Linked DNA regions of Mus musculus: all the other regions are linked to region 5. The links are chromatin contacts, called in public ChIA-PET, HiChIP or PLAC-seq and promoter capture Hi-C maps. All regions are on one chromosome and are shown on one strand. The core of a region is the stretch at or near the end of the contact, and the rest is flanking DNA. Distances in the headings are between cores, read along the strand shown.

The links. Promoter capture Hi-C pulls out the DNA fragments that hold promoters and counts their contacts. ChIA-PET counts read pairs in DNA pulled down with a chosen protein or histone mark. HiChIP or PLAC-seq counts read pairs in DNA pulled down with a chosen protein or histone mark.
Region 1: a contact with region 5 is called in a promoter capture Hi-C map of pre-B cells, with 2.6 times the contacts expected there. The contact joins the promoter of Rnf214 here to the promoter of Il10ra in region 5.
Region 2: a contact with region 5 is called in an RNA polymerase II ChIA-PET map of memory CD8 T cells, with 16 read pairs. The contact joins the promoter of Ddx6 here to the promoter of Il10ra in region 5. A contact is called at or near these places in 2 of 115 datasets of contacts at active chromatin or transcription factors (bone marrow-derived macrophages and memory CD8 T cells).
Region 3: an H3K4me3 HiChIP or PLAC-seq map of embryonic basal ganglia shows a contact between it and region 5, with 5 times the contacts expected there. The contact joins the promoter of Cep164 here to the promoter of Il10ra in region 5. A contact is called at or near these places in 2 of 39 promoter capture datasets (the C10 cell line and hippocampal neurons) and 6 of 115 datasets of contacts at active chromatin or transcription factors (embryonic basal ganglia, embryonic forebrain, embryonic hindbrain and 3 more).
Region 4: a contact with region 5 is called in an RNA polymerase II ChIA-PET map of memory CD8 T cells, with 11 read pairs. The contact joins the promoter of Sidt2 here to the promoter of Il10ra in region 5. A contact is called at or near these places in 1 of 39 promoter capture datasets (hippocampal neurons) and 2 of 115 datasets of contacts at active chromatin or transcription factors (effector CD8 T cells and memory CD8 T cells).
Region 6: a promoter capture Hi-C map of pre-B cells shows a contact between it and region 5, with 4 times the contacts expected there. The contact joins the promoter of Dpagt1 here to the promoter of Il10ra in region 5. A contact is called at or near these places in 2 of 39 promoter capture datasets (the C10 cell line and pre-B cells).

The regions. Positions count from the first base shown.
Region 1 is chr9:45,905,299-45,908,365 of GRCm38.p6, reverse strand. It overlaps Rnf214 (ring finger protein 214), which reads left to right and starts at 1,455. Exons shown (of 14, transcript NM_178709.5): 1 at 1,455-2,014. Pcsk7 (proprotein convertase subtilisin/kexin type 7) reads right to left here and starts at 1,797. Exons shown (of 17, transcript NM_008794.2): 1 at 1,327-1,797.
Region 2 is chr9:44,603,592-44,606,417 of GRCm38.p6, reverse strand. It overlaps Ddx6 (DEAD (Asp-Glu-Ala-Asp) box polypeptide 6), which reads right to left and starts at 1,526. Exons shown (of 14, transcript NM_181324.3): 1 at 1,466-1,526.
Region 3 is chr9:45,827,100-45,830,114 of GRCm38.p6, reverse strand. It overlaps Cep164 (centrosomal protein 164), which reads left to right and starts at 1,452. Exons shown (of 30, transcript NM_001081373.3): 1 at 1,452-1,613.
Region 4 is chr9:45,953,814-45,956,836 of GRCm38.p6, reverse strand. Sidt2 (SID1 transmembrane family, member 2) reads left to right here and starts at 1,588. Exons shown (of 26, transcript NM_172257.4): 1 at 1,588-2,113. The coding sequence starts at 1,931. A830035O19Rik (RIKEN cDNA A830035O19 gene) reads right to left here and starts at 2,851. Exons shown (of 1, transcript NR_152206.1): 1 at 839-2,851.
Region 5 is chr9:45,267,835-45,270,855 of GRCm38.p6, reverse strand. Il10ra (interleukin 10 receptor, alpha) reads left to right here and starts at 1,707. Exons shown (of 7, transcript NM_008348.3): 1 at 1,707-1,850. The coding sequence starts at 1,784.
Region 6 is chr9:44,325,240-44,328,238 of GRCm38.p6, reverse strand. It overlaps Dpagt1 (dolichyl-phosphate (UDP-N-acetylglucosamine) acetylglucosaminephosphotransferase 1 (GlcNAc-1-P transferase)), which reads right to left and starts at 1,424. Exons shown (of 9, transcript NM_007875.3): 1 at 1,034-1,424; 2 at 567-687; 3 at 73-286. The coding sequence starts at 1,200.

The sequences.
Region 1 (3,067 bases), core at 206-2,705, 640 kb before region 5:
CCACACCAATACAGAACCCAGATACCCCACTTCTTAACCTATCATGTTATTTTCATTTGCTTCTTTAAGGGCTTAGCAAGACCTAACTGTCAATCAGGGAGAAAGCCAGATAATGGAAATAAAATGTAGTATAAGTGCATGTGGGTAACTGGGAGAGAGGAAATGACTGGCAAGAAGGACTAAGGAGCTGGCCCCGTCTCACCAAGTTGGATTTTCAGTGAGGGCACAGGCTCCAGCCCTGTCTTCAACCACTCAAAGGGGAAAAAACCCCACCAAATTAGAACTTTCGAGCAACTGTGGGGGCAGGAACAAGGCACATGTGGGGTCTTGAGCTCATTTAAAACTCACTACTGTCTACCAAGCCCACACTGCAGCAGTCTTGGTGTCCAGACATACACTTGGATGGTACCGACTTAAAACATTCTGGAAAGACTGTTTTACCAAAGACTCCTTGGACCTCCCTTCCTCTGTATACCAGGCTGGCCTGGAACTCAAGAGAGCCAGCCTGCTTCCGCTTCCAGAGTGCTGGGATAACAAAGGTGTGTGCCACCAACATCCGGCTTAAACAAGCTTTCTTTATATAATAAAGGTTGGCTGAGAACTCTTGCTTCCACCCCTTTACTGCTGTTATTATAGGTGTGGGCCACCATGTCCTTAAGTTCCATGGCATATTTCCTATTACATTCTTCCTGCCCCTGGGGCTGCTTCAATTTGGCCCAAGATACCCAGGTGTCTTCCCTAGTCTGCATATAAGTAAATCCAAAGTCTGGTTTGATAGCAGCCATCCACTCAGGCAGGCTCCTACAATCTCTGTAGGTTCCAACAGAGATTTCTGGAAGAGAAACCGAGTTTTGTTTTTGTTTTGTTTTGTTTGTTTGTTTGTTTTTTTCTCCCTGTGGTCCAGAGGCACAGCAGCACTTATTCTCAGACCTCTGAGCAAGAAATCTTAAGCACTTTCTGAAAATAGACTCCCATCACCCTCAACTAAGGTAGACGGGCACCTTTCCTGCTCAAGATTCTGCTCTTAAACCACCGTCCTTCAAGCCCCGCCTCCCCACTCACAGGAACCAGGGTCTGTACAGAGTGAGTTTTCTGATGCCCCCACTCCCACGCGGACTCAGCTGCTCCGTGCAATGTGCCTCTCTCTCCTTAGGACCGATGCTGTCCGGAACCTACGACCCGGAGACCCGGTCCCTCTGGGGTCGCCCACGCCAGGACCCAAGGTGCCCTCAGCGAAGGACCTCCTCCGCAGACGCCGACCAGCCCCGGTCCATGGTCCCCCGTATATCCGAGGTCCAGCCTCCACTACATTTCTTCCCGACTCACCCACAGCCTCTGTTGCTACTGTCGCTGCTGCTGCTGCCGCCGCAGCCCCCACCCTACGGAAACTCTCGGCTTCCCCGGAGCCGGAGGCGCCACTGACAGCGACATCACTTCCGCCCGGCGCCGCAGCCAATCAGCGGCTGGGCCTGCGGCCTCTTGACCAGCGGGCCGAGCTCCGGGCGCTCCGCCGACAGCTTCTGTCACAGGCCCGTGAGGGCTGTGGGAGTTCCGGCGCCTCGAATCCTCGTGTCCTCCGCCACAGGACCCCCTCCGCCACAGGGCCCTCGTCCTTCATGGCGTCCTCTGTAAGGACCATCCCGGTTCCGACCTCTAAACACCCCTCGCGGCTCTTCTCCGTCGGACTGCCATAGCCTTGACTCTTCCCCATAAACTCCTCAGAGAGGCTCTCGCCTCCATCCGGCCGCCGTCTCTCTGGCCCGCGTGTCCCTCGGGCTCCGCTTGGGTCTCAGGGCTGGTCCCCTCAGCGGCTCCGTTGTCCGGTCGCTGTCCGCGCCTGCCGCCAGAGGGCGCCGTCGGTGGCGGCCGCTCACCCCGCGGGTTCCGCTCCTCTCGCCGCCCCGGCCTCGCCCCCTTGCGCTCGCGCCGCCGGAAGTGGGAGGTGCCGCGCGCGGGCCAGCGCTCGACCCCTCCCCCAGGCTTGGCCGCCCCCTCCCCCGCTCCGCCCGCTCAGGTGCGTCCCTTCCCTCCCCCCCGCTTGGCTCCCCGGGGGCGCGGCGCGGGAGGTGTGTGCGGGGCGGCGCGCGCGGGTCGGGACGGCGGGACTAGGGGGGCGCGGCGGAGGAGGAGGGGGCGGCGGGGAGGGGGCGGCGGGGACAGGGGCGGGAGCCCGGCCTGGGAGTGGGACGGGAGCTGGCGGCCGGTGAGGACGGAGGGGAAGGGGTGGAGGTGGCGCTGGCCAGTGCCAAGGGCCAGCGTAGCGGCAGCTCCCTGTGAAGAGTGGCGGTGACCACCCGGCGCAGCTTCCCCCCATTGTCCCCTTCTGCGTCGCCGCCTGACTGGTGACCATCACTGCCTTGCGGGATTCCCTTGGGCACACTGGGCTCTTGAGCCAGATGTGCGACCCCACCCCCCATCCCTCTCGTTTGGGGCTCTAGCTGCGGAGTTTCACGTATGACCCTTGCCCTAAGGTTTTCGTTTACTGGGCATCGGTGACCCAGACCTTGTTCCCTGTTGGAGGCAATGATCTCGACCCTATTGTAGGCAGACTGATTGCATCCGAGATGCAATAATGGCGTTTCAGGGCCCATTTTCACCTAGGAGCTTTTTATTATGAGAGGAAACTGAGGCACTGAGCTGTGACTATTGATTCAGCCCGACTCGGTATCTGCTCTTGTGCATTCTTCTGGGTTCAGAGATATTCTATTCATGGGATGCTGTCAAAATAAAAGCAGGAATGGGAACTAATCCTACTTTTACCACCTAGTTTTTCTTGTTACCATAGAAGGCCGAGTTTATTTTGCAGCAAAAAAGATGCTCTTAAAAATAAAAATGTAAAAAACCGTCTTCTTGGGTTCCCTTACTTGAGTTACCATGTTTTTCAACATCTCCCTTTTCTCCTGGAGTAACTGAGTAGTAGCCTGTGACTCAATGGTAACTTGTTAGTGGGGCGTTGGCAGATACCAGACATTCCCATCTGTAGGAAAGGAATACTGTCAGGCTAAAAGACACCCCACAGAGATGGTCCGGGGTGACTTGTTCTTGGAAACACCTCACATAAACCCTA
Region 2 (2,826 bases), core at 277-2,776, 660 kb after region 5:
TTAAATTGTTCCCCAAATGGAATTCTCAAAATTTGGTAAATAAAATATTACTAAGGACTTGTAAGTATAAGTCCAACTCCTTCAGTTTTATTTTGTAACCCCCTTACATTTCACTGGCACCCGAAACACTAGCTTAATTAGTACTGGTTATCTTTGCCTCAAACCAAGTATCCCAAATCCATAATTTAGAAGTCAAAAGATATCTCAAGTTAAATACATCAACTTGCTCACAAATGCTTCTATCACATTAAATTGTTTATTTGTTATCTCAATAGGTATTTTCTGTATTGACAGCATACGATCAACAGTATCAGGTCCGTCAAACAGGAAGGCTTACTGTTTGTACAGCACTAAGAGGATGAAGGGGGCAACCTCTGAATCCTAACCGACACCATCAGTACTGTCAATCAAGCACAGTAAAACCTCCTAGCGCCTTAAACCCAGAGACTTCGATAACTGCTCCCTCCAGAAACGGATACCTGCACTGCAGCTTTATGGCTCAGTGGGAAATTTTTCGTCCTACCCCTTCCCAATTTAGATTTGCAAGTTATATTCCTAAAACAAAACCACGAAGGAACATAAGACTTAGTTGGGAGGAGCCCCTGGCAGAGTTAATTACAGCAGGGCCCAGACCGTGGTTAGCAATTGACAGTTTTCACACCTAAAACAGTCCCATAAGCTCCAACAAGGGCTTTTGTTTGCAAATACAGGGCGATTTCTATACGCCTCAACAGGAAGTAGGAGTGATTGGGGTTCTTACGAAGGTAAAGGGGGGCTATGGCGAAGGGAAAACCCTAAGCCAAGAATCGGAGTCCGGTAACCGTAAGGCAATAATTCCTCGCCCCCTCCCCCAACTTCCCTCGCTTCAAACCCAGCTCCCTCGGATCAAAAAGCAAAAGGGTTTCTGCCCTGCAATCCTATCTGCGCCACAAGAGCCGGAACCAGCTCTGCGAGTGGGAAACAATAGGGACTCCCCCCCCTCAGAAGGCCCGGAAGAGAACCCCGAAACTGGACCGCCTCTCCTCCCCTCTTACGCCGCCGAGTCTCCCCCAAACCCTCTGTCCCCACCAACCTGCAAGGCCTACTTGCAAGCGAGCAGCCGCGGCTCCTCTCCCAGCCGAGTCCCCGGCCAGCACAGCCCTGCCACCCCCCGCAGGGCTGCCCTGCCTCGCACTCCCAACCTCACTCGGGTGTCCCGGCCGGTGTTCCGTCCCCGCTCCCGTCTACCGCACCGCTCGTCCAGAGCTCCCCGCCGCTCCTCCTCCATACCCCGCACACGCCACATTCCTCGGTTCCACTCCTCTCCGCCGCCCCCGCTCTTCTCAGCGGCCACCCGCCCGTCCTCCCGGGCCAGGCCTGGGCCTCGGGCTTCTGCCCGAAGGGGGCTCCCTGATACCCTCAGGATCCTGCCGACCCCGACCACGCCGCCTCACCCCACGCCCCGCGGCTCGGGCCCGAGTCCTACCACCGAGGCCACTCCCGCTCCGCACCCTCGGTCCTTTATTGTTGACTCGAAGCTCCCAAAATGGCGGCGGCTCCTTCCTCCTCGGAAACCTCCGCCCGCCCCCACCCGGCCCCTCGCCGCGACGCCCGCCGCCCCGCCCCGCCCCCGCCGCGACGCTCGCTGCCCGCGCAGCTCGCCGCCGCCGCCGCCGCCGCCACCCCGCACTACCTCGGCCGGCGCCCGCTGTGCCGGCGCCCCCGATGTCGCCGCCGCCGGGCTGAGCTGACTCTGCTGCTCTGCCCCCTCCCTCGCCCGCCGCCGTCGCCTCCCTCCCTCCTTCCCAGCCGCTCCGCATGGCGGCGGCCGCGGCTCCTCCTCCTCCACACAAGATGGCGAGAGCTCGGCCGCTGCAGCTGCAGCCGCCGCGGCGTCACGGCTTCCTGGGCGCGGCGGGCGAGGGTCGGGAGAGACCGGCCTTTGACGGGGCCGAGCTCAGGGAAACACGGGGTTGCTTTCGGGACGGAGGGACGGACGGATGGACGGACGGGCGAGAGGGCTTGCCTGCAGAGCTGACGAGACCGCTGGGGAAATGAATGGCGGTGGCCGAGGACTGTCGCCCTTGCCTTCGTTCGTCCCTTCGGAGCTGGGCTGACGGGTCCCGGGCCGGAGGGGACGTCTGCTGACTGCTGACCTCGGACACACTCGGAGGGCAGCCTGCGCGGGTCCGGAAGCTGAGCTGGGATGGCCGGGAGGACGCTGCGAGGCCAGGGCGTGCAGAAAAGTGGGGCCTTTGGGGCCGATGCTGTCTGAGAGGGAGCGGGAAGGGGCACCGGGGGAAGCAGTGAGCCGGGAGCGCGCCCTCGGTCGTGGGCTATCAAACCCGGAGTGCAGGCGAGGTGACCCTTTGCTCCTGCCCGCAGTGGCACTCTTCTAGAAAGAAGGGCGGATCGCCTCTACCAGTGAGGGCTCGCTGTGCAAATGGGAGACCCGTAGATTCTCCTGCCTGACCCTTACTGCAGATATTTGTGCGTTTGTTTCTATGATTCTCGGATCCTGATGTCTTATCCTTAACCTAGAAAGTCGTCTTGTTCCAAGCAAAACAAACTTTTTTGTTTGTTAAGTAAAAATCGAGCTGGGCCGGAGAAAGTTAAAAACTCGCGTCTTACGCTGCTGGAGGGCTGGAAATACTGACAGTGGTTAAACCCTTTGGGACAGTGCGATTCCTTACTAAACACCGACGTTAGGGAATCCTGGACAGTCAGTACTTAGTCACTGACTTGCAGCTTCCATATTTTTACCGCTGCTTCCAACTTGAGACCAATCAGAGAAAGCCAAATATGCTCTCTAAACCAATGACTCCCTGCTTCCAGCCCTCCTGCTTC
Region 3 (3,015 bases), core at 203-2,702, 560 kb before region 5:
AGACCTGGCTGGACTTGAACCCACAAAGATATGACTGTCTCTGCCTTCTGGATGTTGGGAATAAAGGCTTTGGGATTCAGTGTGGTTCAGTCACCACTATCTAGCTGCTTTTTTCAAAAAATATTTTATTCTTTTATGTGTTCCAGTGTTTTGCCTGCAGGTATGTCTGTGTACCACATGTCTGTGTTCACATGTGTTTGCCTGGTGTGGGTAGAAGCCAGAAGAGGTGTTGGATCCTCTGGAACTAGAGTTTCTGCTGGTTGTGAGCTGCCTCGTGCTTGCTGGGAATCAGACTCTGGTCCTCCCGCAGAGCAGCAGGTGTTGGCAGCTGCTGAGCTGGTTCTACAGCCTCAGATGGCAAGTCTTGTGTATAGGAAGCTATGGGCAGTGTTTAGTTATGTCTGATATAGTCATGATATGGCATCTCTTCTATGTCTGGTCCAGTGGCCCCTTGGGGACACTTTTAAAGATTGTGATGATAATGAGGAGCAGTGATTTTTTTCCCCATCTGTGGTGAGAATAAAGGAATTGCAGAAAGATTTGACGTTAAACATGAGAAACACATCCTGATGTCTGGTTTGAGATCCCTAGTAACAACACTCGCAATTTCTCCTTGTCGGCTTAGACTCTAGCGGCGCAGGACTCGGTTTTAAATTTACAATAGTAGAGTGGGAGAGATGATGGTTCAGCCGTTGAGAGCACTGTTGTTCTTGCAGACGACCTAGGTTTGGTTTCTAGCACCCACAAGGTGGCGCACAACTGCTTACAACTCCAGTTTCAGGGGATGCAGTGCCCTCTTCTGGCCTCCATGACTATCAGGTATAATGTAGACAAAACATCCACACACTTAAAATTTTTTTTGAGACAGGGTCTCACTGTGTAGTCCCAGCTGGCTTGAAACTCACTATATAGACCAGGCTAGTCTCAAACGCACAGAGATCTGTCTGCTTTGTGCCCCAAGTGGTGGCATTAAGGGCTTGTGTTATCAGATCCCGGTCCACGTATAATACATTAAAAGGAAAAAGTTAGTAGGCAGCTCTCTTGACAACCGAGTCATCTCTCCAACCCCTTCATAGTTCTTTTATTAAGGGCCCAATCAATAGGTTGACCACTGATAATCACTGTTGTTCGCGTGATTTTACTCGACCTTTACAAAATGATGGTCTATAAATGATTGTTAATTTTGCTTAATTAATAGTAATAGTAGATTATTATTAATATTATGAATGCTTCCTTTCGTCCGCGGGAGAAATTCTCTTATCTACCTTCAGGTCTCTCTTTTAACCTCTTTGTGGTGGGAGTGGGATTGTGCTTATTCACTATTTTGAACTACAACTTTCAGGATGCAACGGGCAAAGCCTCGTGGGGGAACTTCAACCAATCCAATGCCAACGCTCTCAGTCAGCGACCTATTGGCTCTTGGTAGAGGCGGGCCTCTCAGTTGCTAGGCCAGTGCCTTTCCGGAAGTGGTTGCTGGTCGCTGCAGGGCAACACCCCGGCGTCCCTGGAAGCGGGGAGCCGGACACCCCGGCGTCCCTGGAAGGTGGGGGGCCGGGGTGGTGCTGGGGAGGAGGCGCAGAGCCATCCTCCCGGAAACCCCGGATCGGGGACAGGTGAGATCTCGGAGCCAGGCTTGGTGGCGTGGCAGGAGTTTGCAGGGAGCTGAAGCGTTGTGAGGTGTTGCTGCGCGGGAACTAAGCTGGGAGAGAAGAGCCCTCCGGCGTGCGGGGCCTGGCTTTCTAGCCTCTCCTGAATCTACACCCTACCGCCATTGCCCAGCCCATTCCTGGGCTATCCCAAGTTCAGCCAAGCGCATGGCATCTTTCGGCCAGCTGGGCAAGAGAGGAGGTTTGGGGTTTTCTTTGCACTGATTCAGGAATCTACGCCCGGAACCGCTGCCCTCTTCTTGGCCTCGGTGACTCGCCCTCGCGCGTCTGCCAGCTCAGCCCTCTGCAGGCCCCTGCATGCTTTTCTCTGCACTCCATCTCTGGATTGCGACTAGAGCCTCCAGTTACCGGTTGCTCTGGGAAGTACTTGCTGCCTAGCCAGATACCTTACTCGAGCTTAGATGTGCTTGCGGATCATCTCCAACCCGCACCCCCCCCCCGCCGCCCCCCCCCCCGGACCTTCTATCAATGTCTCCCATGTTTCTTGTCTCAATGGAGAACTTCCTCAGTCACTTAGCCCACTCTACGCTGAGAATTCATTCCGCTGTCTGCAGTAGTCATCTGGCATGCTTCAGATTTCTTGGCAGTCGGCTTCTTGGCCTAAAATCACAGTGGACTGGCTGAAATCCTCTCTGCTTTCTCTCTTCTCTTCCTTCACCTAGCTGCGAGACCCTGCTATTCTCCTGCCCTCAGGATTAGCCGCTTTTCATTCAGGTAGCCACTGGCTTGGTTCATAATTTCTTGGCTGCGCTTTCAGAATAACTGCCTCTGATTTTGTCCCCTTTTTGATTGGTTCTTGTGCAGCTGTCAGTCACCTTTCCGAACGGTAACTCTCACCACCTCCAACTTTCTTTATGAAATTCCCATGGCAGCCCCTTATGAAGTCCTGTATACAGCTAAAGCCCTCGCAAGCCCGGACTCGCTGCTCCTTGTCCTTCATTCAAGCAGTCTCTGTATTTGATAAGTGGGGATAGTAAACCTCTAGCTGAGAGGCTGGGGTGGGATGGTGGCGAATAAAGCCCTTGGTACAGTTCTGCCGCATACAAGTGTTCCGGGAAGTGTGTGGTTAGTCCAAGTTTTTGTTGTTATAATTAATCCTTACCCCATCAAGCACATTTGCTGTGCTTGTGCTCCCCCCTCCCCTCCCCCTCATCCCTTCCCCCCTCCCACACTCGAATACTCACATATACACAGATACACACACACACTCACACACACATACACAGACACACACACACTCACATACTCACATATACACAGATACACACACACTCACACACACGTACACAGACACACACACACTCACATACTCACATATACACAGACACACACACACTCACACACACGT
Region 4 (3,023 bases), core at 339-2,838, 690 kb before region 5:
CCAGAGGCAGTCCTTTGTCCTCAAATACCCCTTCCCCTTCTCCCTCATCCACTGTCTCCTGTCTTTGTCTCATATTCCATGCCTTCTGTGGCAAATCAATCTTCCTTTGTGCTGAGAACTTGGTTTGGGGCTCCCTGAACCGATACTTTTCCTAACAGGATGGAACCCAAGTGTGTGTGTGTGTGTATGTGTGTGTCTGTGTGTCTGTGTGTGTGTCTGTGTTCTTTGTAATGACCTTTAATTACATATTGTGTATATGTGTATGTTTCAGAGGTGCTACAGCATGCATGTGGAGGGCGGATGACAACTTGCAGAGTCAGGTTTTTCCCCTCTTCCACCTTTTGGGTCCCAGAGATGGTCATCAGGCATCTTGGCAAGCACCCGCACCCACTGAGACACTTCATCCACCCTTGTACATGTGTGTGTGTGTGTGTGTGTGTGTGTGTATATATATATATATAATTTATTATTGTTCATGTGTCTGTGTGTGAAGTGCGCAAGCACATGTTGCCAGGTGTCTGTGGAAGTCAGAGAACAAATTTGTGGAGTTAGTTCTCTCCTCCCTGGTGTAGAGCTCAGGCCGGGCTTTCCATGGCAAGTGCCTCTTCCTGATAAGCCATCTCAGCTCGGTTCTTGTGCATATTTTCCTATTTATGTCTGAAGTTTGGATTATATACCACTTATATAATGTTATTCTTGAATTCCCTCCTTAGATGTCCCTTTGATGGTATTAAGAATCTATCTGCTTAACTTCATAGTAGTATCTCTGACCACCTCTTCCTTCACTGTGAACAAGCAGTTTCCTTTGAGCTTTCTCAAGATCACAGGGATGCAAATTGCTGTCCCCATATTTTATTTGTATTTCTTATTCGTAGGACACAGTCCCTGGAGTGGAATGACTGGGTTGAAGGGTATAGAGCTCTTTTAAGCCTAAGCCAAAACAGTTCCTCAGAAAGGTTTTTGCCAGTTGACAACGAAAGGTCAGAATCTTTCCGTGGGCTTTGTTCAAACAAACAAAGCAGTTTCTGCAGAGTAGGGACAGAGCTCACAGGTTGGAAGGCATCCTGGTTATGGTGCCCTGGTTCTGGTTATCCCCTCTACTGTGAGAGGGGAGCGGCCGCTGAGCTGCTCTCAGTGGGCAGGCGCTTTTATGAGCCAATGAGGGAAAAAGAATGATGCTGGGGTAATGATTTTGGAGCACAATTCCTGTCTTGAGCAAAGAAATCATCTGTCAGCAAGACCCTGCACTTACTGGGCTCTGTGAATCTTGCCAGCAATGCCAACACCCAGCAGTAGAGGTGGGAGGAGGATCAGGCGTTCAAGACTCTCCAAACTTACACGACCAGTTCCAGACCAGCCTGAGTTATGTGAGCCGTCTCAAAAAGCCAAAAAAACGCGGACCACAAAAGCAAGAATCCAATACTTAGTGATCCTTCGTGAAAAACCCAACTCCAGACGCTCACAGGACAGCGAAGGAAGGAGGCGGCGACGGCTGCGTGGGAAGTAGAGGCAGCCTGGCCCTTTAAATCCGCGTCGGTTTCCCATGACGTAAGCGGGCGGGCACAGCCCGCTGTTTACCGCGGCGCAGCTCCTGGTAGCTCCGAGTTCTGCGCCGCGTCCGCCGCCCTTAAAGGGCCCGCGTCCGGGAAGCCTTCGGGCCAGGGCCACCGCCGCCTCGGCTCTCCGGGCGCGAGCGGACGCCGGGTCTCCAGCCGGGCTGGGCCGGGCTGGGCCGGGCTGGGGTAGCGGGTCGCGGTGCCGCCCTCGCGAGCCGGGATCCGCGCGAGGCCCAGGAGCGGCTCCAGGGAGGGGACGCGTCCTATCTGAGGCCGGGGTTAAAGTTCTGGTCCCGGTGAGATGCTGGAAGCTGCTGCGGCAGCCGCAACGCGCCCGGTCGCCGTCCCGTCGCCAATCCCCGCCGTCCCGGGCCATGATCGCCTGGCGTCTGCCCTTGTGCGTGCTCTTGGTGGCCTCCGTCGAGAGCCACCTGGGGGCCCTGGGGCCCAAGAACGTCTCGCAGAAAGACGCGGAGTTTGAGCGCACCTACGCGGACGACGTCAACAGCGAGCTGGTCAACATCTACACCTTCAACCACACCGTGACCCGCAACCGGGTGAGCGCGGGACTCCACGGGCGGCCGAGCGGGTGGGCGCCCGGCCTGGACTTGATGCTGCCCCTTTCCTCTCCGCCAGCCTTTGAGCCGCCCTCCCCCTGCCAAGACCTGGTTTCCACCAGCATTCCCGGGCAGCTCCAGCGGGGCAGCTTGGGAAGTTCCCTGCCACCAGCTGTGATCAGGACCGGTCTGGTCTGCTCTGTGACCTGGCTCTCAATCTAGCTCTCAGTCTGTGAGGTCGGGGTGAGGGGAAAACAGGCTCCCAGCCTTGCGTGGCTCAGACAACTCCAGATGGGGCCAACTTAGAATTGAAAGAGCTCGGTCACAGGGAGGTGAAGGAGACAGACCTCCTTGCCTCAGAAAGCCAGCTGGCCTTGTAAGTTGAAGGTGACAAGATAAGGCCCTCGAAGGCTGAGTGGCAAGAGAAAAGGGAGTTTGTTTCTAAGACAGAACTATCTCCGACTTCTTACTCATTTCTTCCCAGTAGTGAAAGTAGAAAGAAGGCTGGCAGAGCTGGGCCCAGGCAGAGCACAGCCTGGGAGATTCTTGCTGCCTGGCTGTGTGGCCTGCCTAGCTCTCTTGCTCATTCTCCAAGGCCCGATCTGGATTGACTCGGAAGCACTGGAGTTGAGGAGGAGGCACCTGAGGCTTTCTTTGGGAGGGAGAGGAGTTTGGTTTCTGGCAGGCCATGATCAACCATCAGGATCCATTTCCTTGAAGTCTGATCTCCCCTTTTGAGTACCATTTCCAGGATCATCCCGGAAGTGGCACCTACCCCTCAGGGAAACGTTACCCCTAGATTTGGTTTCAGCAACCTAGTAACTAGTTGTCTGCAGTTGTGATTTCTTCACTTTTAAACGCCCACTGTCCTGTGTAGCTTTGTCCGCAGCAGAGAGGGTGGGTTATTTCT
Region 5 (3,021 bases), core at 458-2,957:
GATCGTCCCTTAAAACAGCCAAGGTGCAAGGCTTTAAAATTCTTATAACTCAACCAAAAACTAAAAGGAAGACAACTGAGGAAGAAACACCGCAGTGTCCTCTTTTTTAAGAGGTAAACGGGGACTAAGAAGTCATGCCCGGGTACTTGCGTCACGCCTGGGTACTTGTGTCACGCCAAGCAGTATATGTGCTTTACCAGCGGAAGGATGGGCAGTGCAGAACAGCAATTAAAACAAAGTCCTCCCACATTAAGAAGTCTGAAGTTTTCCAACATGGCTGACATGAGGGTATTCACAGTGACGAGGGTATCCCTGAGTGTGGTTCTCACTGATTGTGTGTGTGTGCGTGTGTGTGTGTGTGTGTGTGTGCTCGATGCTATGGTTCACAGATATTACTTCCAACTAGCTGAATAGCTAGGGCAGCCCAGTCCTCACAGACAAGCACCTTTCCCAGTGAGTTCCCTCGGCACAGAACATGATCCCACTCCACTTGGCATCCTCTGTCTAGGCCACTGGACATAGCACTATCCACTCCCACGGTGTTTAGACAAAGCTTGTGTCTCCACAAGCCAAGGGGGTGGTGTGCATCACTAGCTCTCAGGTCACGACGGCAGTGCTCGTGTCTGACACCCCCAAGTTGGAGGGTCCTTCTCCAGGTTCAGAGGTTGCCCAAATCTTTGACATAGTAACAGTACTTTGTCATCTACGAACTTCACACCGGAGAACCATCCAATCCAATTTCCAGGAAGAAAAAGAAAAATTTAACAAATACCTCATACTGTTTTCAGTCAGTTTCTAATTTGATGGGAGGCAGGATTGGTATTGGCACTGAGAATCATGCAATTTGCAGACCGATGGCTGGCCAAGCCTTCTCAAGGCAGTAGTGTCTTCCGTGTGACAGGTAGGCTCTGAGGGGAATAGAAAGTGACTTCTTGAGAGCAAGGGCATCCTAGTGACTCCAGCCCTTCCTTGGCTTCTGTGCCTCCTCAGAACAAAAACAGGGCTTCCAGGATAGCATGAATATGTACCTGGCAGATGACCCCACGGGCGCTGTACACCTCACAATTAGATCCCTGAAAATCATGTAAGTGACATACTCACAGTATCAGCGCCACCTGCCAATAAGTCAGGTGGACAAAGCTTGGTCTCTCACACAATTAACATCTTTGGTGACACTGGAGGGCAGACAGATGTCCTGGTCACTGAAGAGGCATCTGAGTGATACCAGGTCCCTCAAGGCGCCTATTGACACTTCTAACCTGCAGATTTAGGGCAAGAACAACCTAAAGGGCCTGGGGGTGTCATGGACTCCCACCAAGAGTCAGGTAGGGACGTTCCCTCACTGTTGGCTTAGCAGAGGGCCCTGCATAGAGGTCCCAGGACTTTCACACATGTACCTGCACGCTTGTGCTTTGCTCCTGGCCCAGTCAGTAATTCCAATTGCTACAACAGAGAGGGGAAGGGGGCAAGGGGAAGGGGAGGGGGAGGGAGAGGGGAGACAGGCTGTCCAGTCGGTGTGAGAGTTAAGAGCCCAGCCACAGAAAGCCTCAGCTGCTCTTTCACCTTGAGACAAATGCCCCAGAACTAGCTAGACTTCGCTGCCTGCTGAGGTTCCTGCGGAGGTTCCCAAGCTCCGTGGGCTGAGGGCGGAGCAACGAGGCTCCGCCTTCAGGTTGATGTCAAGCTGGCCCTGTGGATCCAGCGGCAGTCTTCAGTTCTCAGGACGCCGCCGGCCGGAGGCGTAAAGGCCGGCTCCAGTGGACGATGCCGCTGTGCGCCCAGGATGTTGTCGCGTTTGCTCCCATTCCTCGTCACGATCTCCAGCCTGAGCCTAGAATTCATTGCATACGGTAGGCTCCCCAGCGCTCGCTCTGTTGCTTTAAAGTTCACATTCGCGGGAGAATCTGCTTGGATGGGCTGGGGTCCCGCCCCAGCTCCTTCATGCTGGCAAAACGGTCTCCGGCTCACCTGCTGTTTAAGTGGAGGAGGCTAAGATTAACTGTGGCTGTTTGGGAGTGGCCAGCGATGGATGGGTAAAGCCTATAGTTTCCGTCCTGTACGTACCCTTGTTCCTCAAATCATTATCCTACCACCTCCGGACAATCCATAACTTAGCCCTCACTTTTCGGCTGTTCTGGTTCTTCCGTGGGTCTGATCGTGCCCCTTCTTAGTTAGGCTCCTCTCCCTGAACCCTACCATCTCACCCCATCCCTTCTTTCTGCCCACCCTTCCCGACCACCCTGTTAGTCTTTAGCCCACAATTCATCTCCGCTGCCTGCTGCCCACCCCCCTCACACACACACACTTTACCCACTCCTCAGCTCAGGCTAGGTTCCTGTAGCCCAGGAGAGAATGAAAAAGTGGAGAGTTGGAGGGACCAAGTGGCACAGAAGTACGAAGACCGGGGACCCCAAAACACACTTTTACAGGAGTTCAAAGTAAAAAGAGCACAGTCAGTCATGTTATCTACAGAGGCACTGGGGATGTGCCCCGCTGAACATCACAAACACGGGCTGAGGTTTTCACTCCCCCTCTCAGAGTTTTGCAACTGAAACACAACCTTGAGATTCAAAGAAAGGGGTGGGGGGGGGGAAGGGCTGGGACAAGTATGTTTTCTGAGAATGACAGGGTCACTGAAAGAGAACTGAGAACTGTGACTCTCAGAGAGCTGGCAGTTTGGAGAAGGAAAGTGTTGCAGAGCTGCCTTCAAGAGGAGACATCTTAAAGGGTCAAGAAGGCTGGAGAGGAACAAGGGCTATTGTCCTTGCAACACACTTAAGCCCGCAGAACTCATCAGGAGAATTCAATAGGAATGCTTATTGTATTGTTACAAAAAGGGCAGAGGATCTCAAGGGGGTCACTCCTCTGCTCCTGGTCATACTGGCAAGCTGCTAGCTCCAGGCTCCTGTGTCAGCTCTTTAGAACTAATAGAGTGGGAGACTACAGGTACTTCACAGCTGAGTTTTCGAGGAGGCCAGGAGGCTGGACCGCTGACGTTCATTGTCTCCATTTGAGGCTCGC
Region 6 (2,999 bases), core at 175-2,674, 940 kb after region 5:
TCTATTGGGACCTCAGAGGCAAGGGTACCAGAAAGTAGGTGCCACAGGGGCAGTAGTGGCAAGGTTACTCACCCAAGTCCAAATGCAGGCCCAGAATCCAGCGGAAGGGCTTGGGCACCACGATGGTTGTATTGCCAAAGTTTGTGAAGTAGACCATGAGGAGAGGTAGTGAGGCAGCTGTGGGCAGCAGCAGCTTGTGGCGCCAGCGGAGATTGAGGACATCATCAGCAAACCCCAGGAAGATCATGCAGCAGATGGCAAGGAGGGCACCTATTAGGGCCACAAACTGGGGGAGAAGTGGGCACGTAATGACTCACACCTACTTCTACTCTGTCAAGAATTCCTGTCTTTTCCATTTTTTTTTTCGGAGTTGGTGATTGAACGCCGGGTCCTTGCACATACTCACATACTGAGAAAGCGCTCTACCACCGAGCTATATCACCAGTCCAAGAATTCCTGTCTCTATGGTTGTGGCCACAAGCATCCTTTTCCCAAATCCAAATAACCCCAACTCAAGTGCCCGGCCCCAGCCAGCCCGCTAATAACTTCCCCACTGGTGCACTTACTTCATGGTGGGGGAATGCCTTACACTGCTCCTCCACGAAGCAGTTCAGGAAGGGGAAAGGGATGAAGCAGAAGAGGATGATAAGGAAAACAGCACCGCTGATCACTCCCTGGGACTCTGGGCTGCGGCCCAGCGGGAAAGGGTGGAGGAGGAAGAAGAAAGGGGCGTGGTCACTCACAATAGTAGGGGTCCCAGTAAACCAAAGTGGCCTTCTCAGGATTTTGTTTGTTGGGGAGTAGGGAGAGCGTGCACAGGGCAAAGGATACCTACCCCTCTACAACTCCTGACACCCAACAGTTCCATTCCGTCCTTCCCAAGGATAGACAACTTTAATGACCTCCCAGAGTTCTGGGTGCCTAGGTTAGCTTTCCGGCTAGTGCAAAGCCAAGCATCTCAGTCCTTGCCCCTGTTCTGCACAATCCTGCCCCCCCCCCCCCCAACCCAGGACACTCGCGTGCGGTTACTCACATCTGCTGCTGGCTGAGCTTGTTGAGGTCCTGGCCACAGAGGCGCGCGGCGATAAAGTGGCTACGGAAGGCAGGGATGAGGGTGACTGTAGCCACGAATCCCAACAGCGAGCCGATCAAATTCACCAGCAGCGGCAGCGGCAGGGGCAACTCCGGGAAGGCCCACATGGTGACCCTCCGGTGGCCGCCGCCCCGCCGCCTACTCAGCTAACTGGTAAGCCAGGAACAATCCCGTGGCCTCGGCAGCCGGCAGTGCGGCTCCCAACCCGCAGAGGATTCCGGCGCCAGCGGGAACAAAACCCAGCTAGGACGCTAGGACCTGACCCTCCCTCCTGACCAGCAAGAAGCTCTTAGGAAGCAACCTCGGCTCTGCCCCGCTGCACCTACCCATTGTTTCCACCCGGATCTTAATTGCGAAAGAACTATCGCTGCTGAAGACCGAAGCACCATTTTTAAAACGGGCACTGTAGCCGGACCGGTAGTGTTATTTTAAACAAAGCTTTAGTTCTAAAGGAGTGGTACCATTAGCGTTTTTGAAAACTCAACTGAAGAAAATACAAGAACGTGGATACTCTCGAAACAATCATATTGTGCAGCTCAGAGTGGAAATAGGCTTTGCCCAGTTCCAACATGAACGCTTCCTCGTACCACGTGGCTGACACCGCTAGTTCTGTGGTTCCACGTCGTCTCCCTCGCAGGTCGGGTTTAAAGGGCTAGCAGCCTGAGCTTAGTCTGGGATGCCCTGGGGCTGGAAATATGGCTACTGAGAGCTGGCCGTGGTCAGGAAGAATGAGAGTGTGGAAGCACACCCGCTCTTTGCAGGAAAACTGTTGCCGACGTAAACACTGGTTCCAGAAACTCAGGAACAATCTGGAGGGTTTTTAAAACCTGGGAAGCTCAGACACTCGAAAAGCCCCTCCCGCCCTTTTTCTTGTTCATGATCCAGGTACTTTTCCCACAACCCACCCACCTTCTGCCTCCACTATAGCAGTTTGTTGCTGGGCAACCTACCGCTGCATTTCGCCAGGAGGAAACTGTTTGAGCTTTCAGGTCTTCGATTAAAGCAGGGATTAAAACTTGATGTTGGATCACAGCACTGTGCCAACGCTTTCCAAATAGACAGAAACCGACGCATTGCAAATAACTAACGAGGCAGGAGAGCTTGTCCATACCTCCAGTGAGCTTGTGGGTTTCCTCCCAGTCAAGTTTCTTCCTCCCAGTCACTTACTTGCCTTTTGACACCTGTACACGCTAGTAGTACAGCAGTTCACTGGAATATTGATCCCTTAGGTGGCAAATGTTTTCCTCAGAGAGGAATCCACCACAGAGAGTTAGGGAGTTGACAATAACATGGCGTTTTGTCCATCCCCTTTTGAATTACAGCATACTCCTAGAATCAGGGTGAAGTTGACACTACTTAGGTCAAAGAATTTCTTAAGGGCTGGAGAGTAGGCTCAGTGGTTAAGTCTGCTCTTCCGAAGGTCCTGAGTTCAAATCCCAGCAACCACATGGTGGCTCACAACCATCCGTAATGAGATCTGACGCCCTCCTCTGGTGTGTCTGAAGACAGCTACAGTGTACTTACATATAATAAATCTAAAAAAAAAAAAAAAAAAGCCGGGTGGTGGTGGCCCACGCCTTTAATCCCAGCACTTGGGAGGCAGAGGCAGGTGGATTTCTGAGTTCAAGGCCAGCCTGGTCTACAGAGTGAGTTCCAGGACAGCCAGGGCTACACAGAGAAACCCTGTCTCGAAAAACCAAAAAAAAAAAAAAAAAAAAAAAAAAAAAGAAGAAGAAGAAGAAGAACTTCTTAGGTTCCTTTTTCTGAAAGTCAGGTATTCAATGTCCATTCAACTTGGAGATGGCTCTTATTAACATTAAAAGCCCCATCTATGTCCCAAATACACTTTACTGGATAGTATAGTAAGTTTTGTTTTTCTTGTATGTGTAACACATGCAAGCCAACA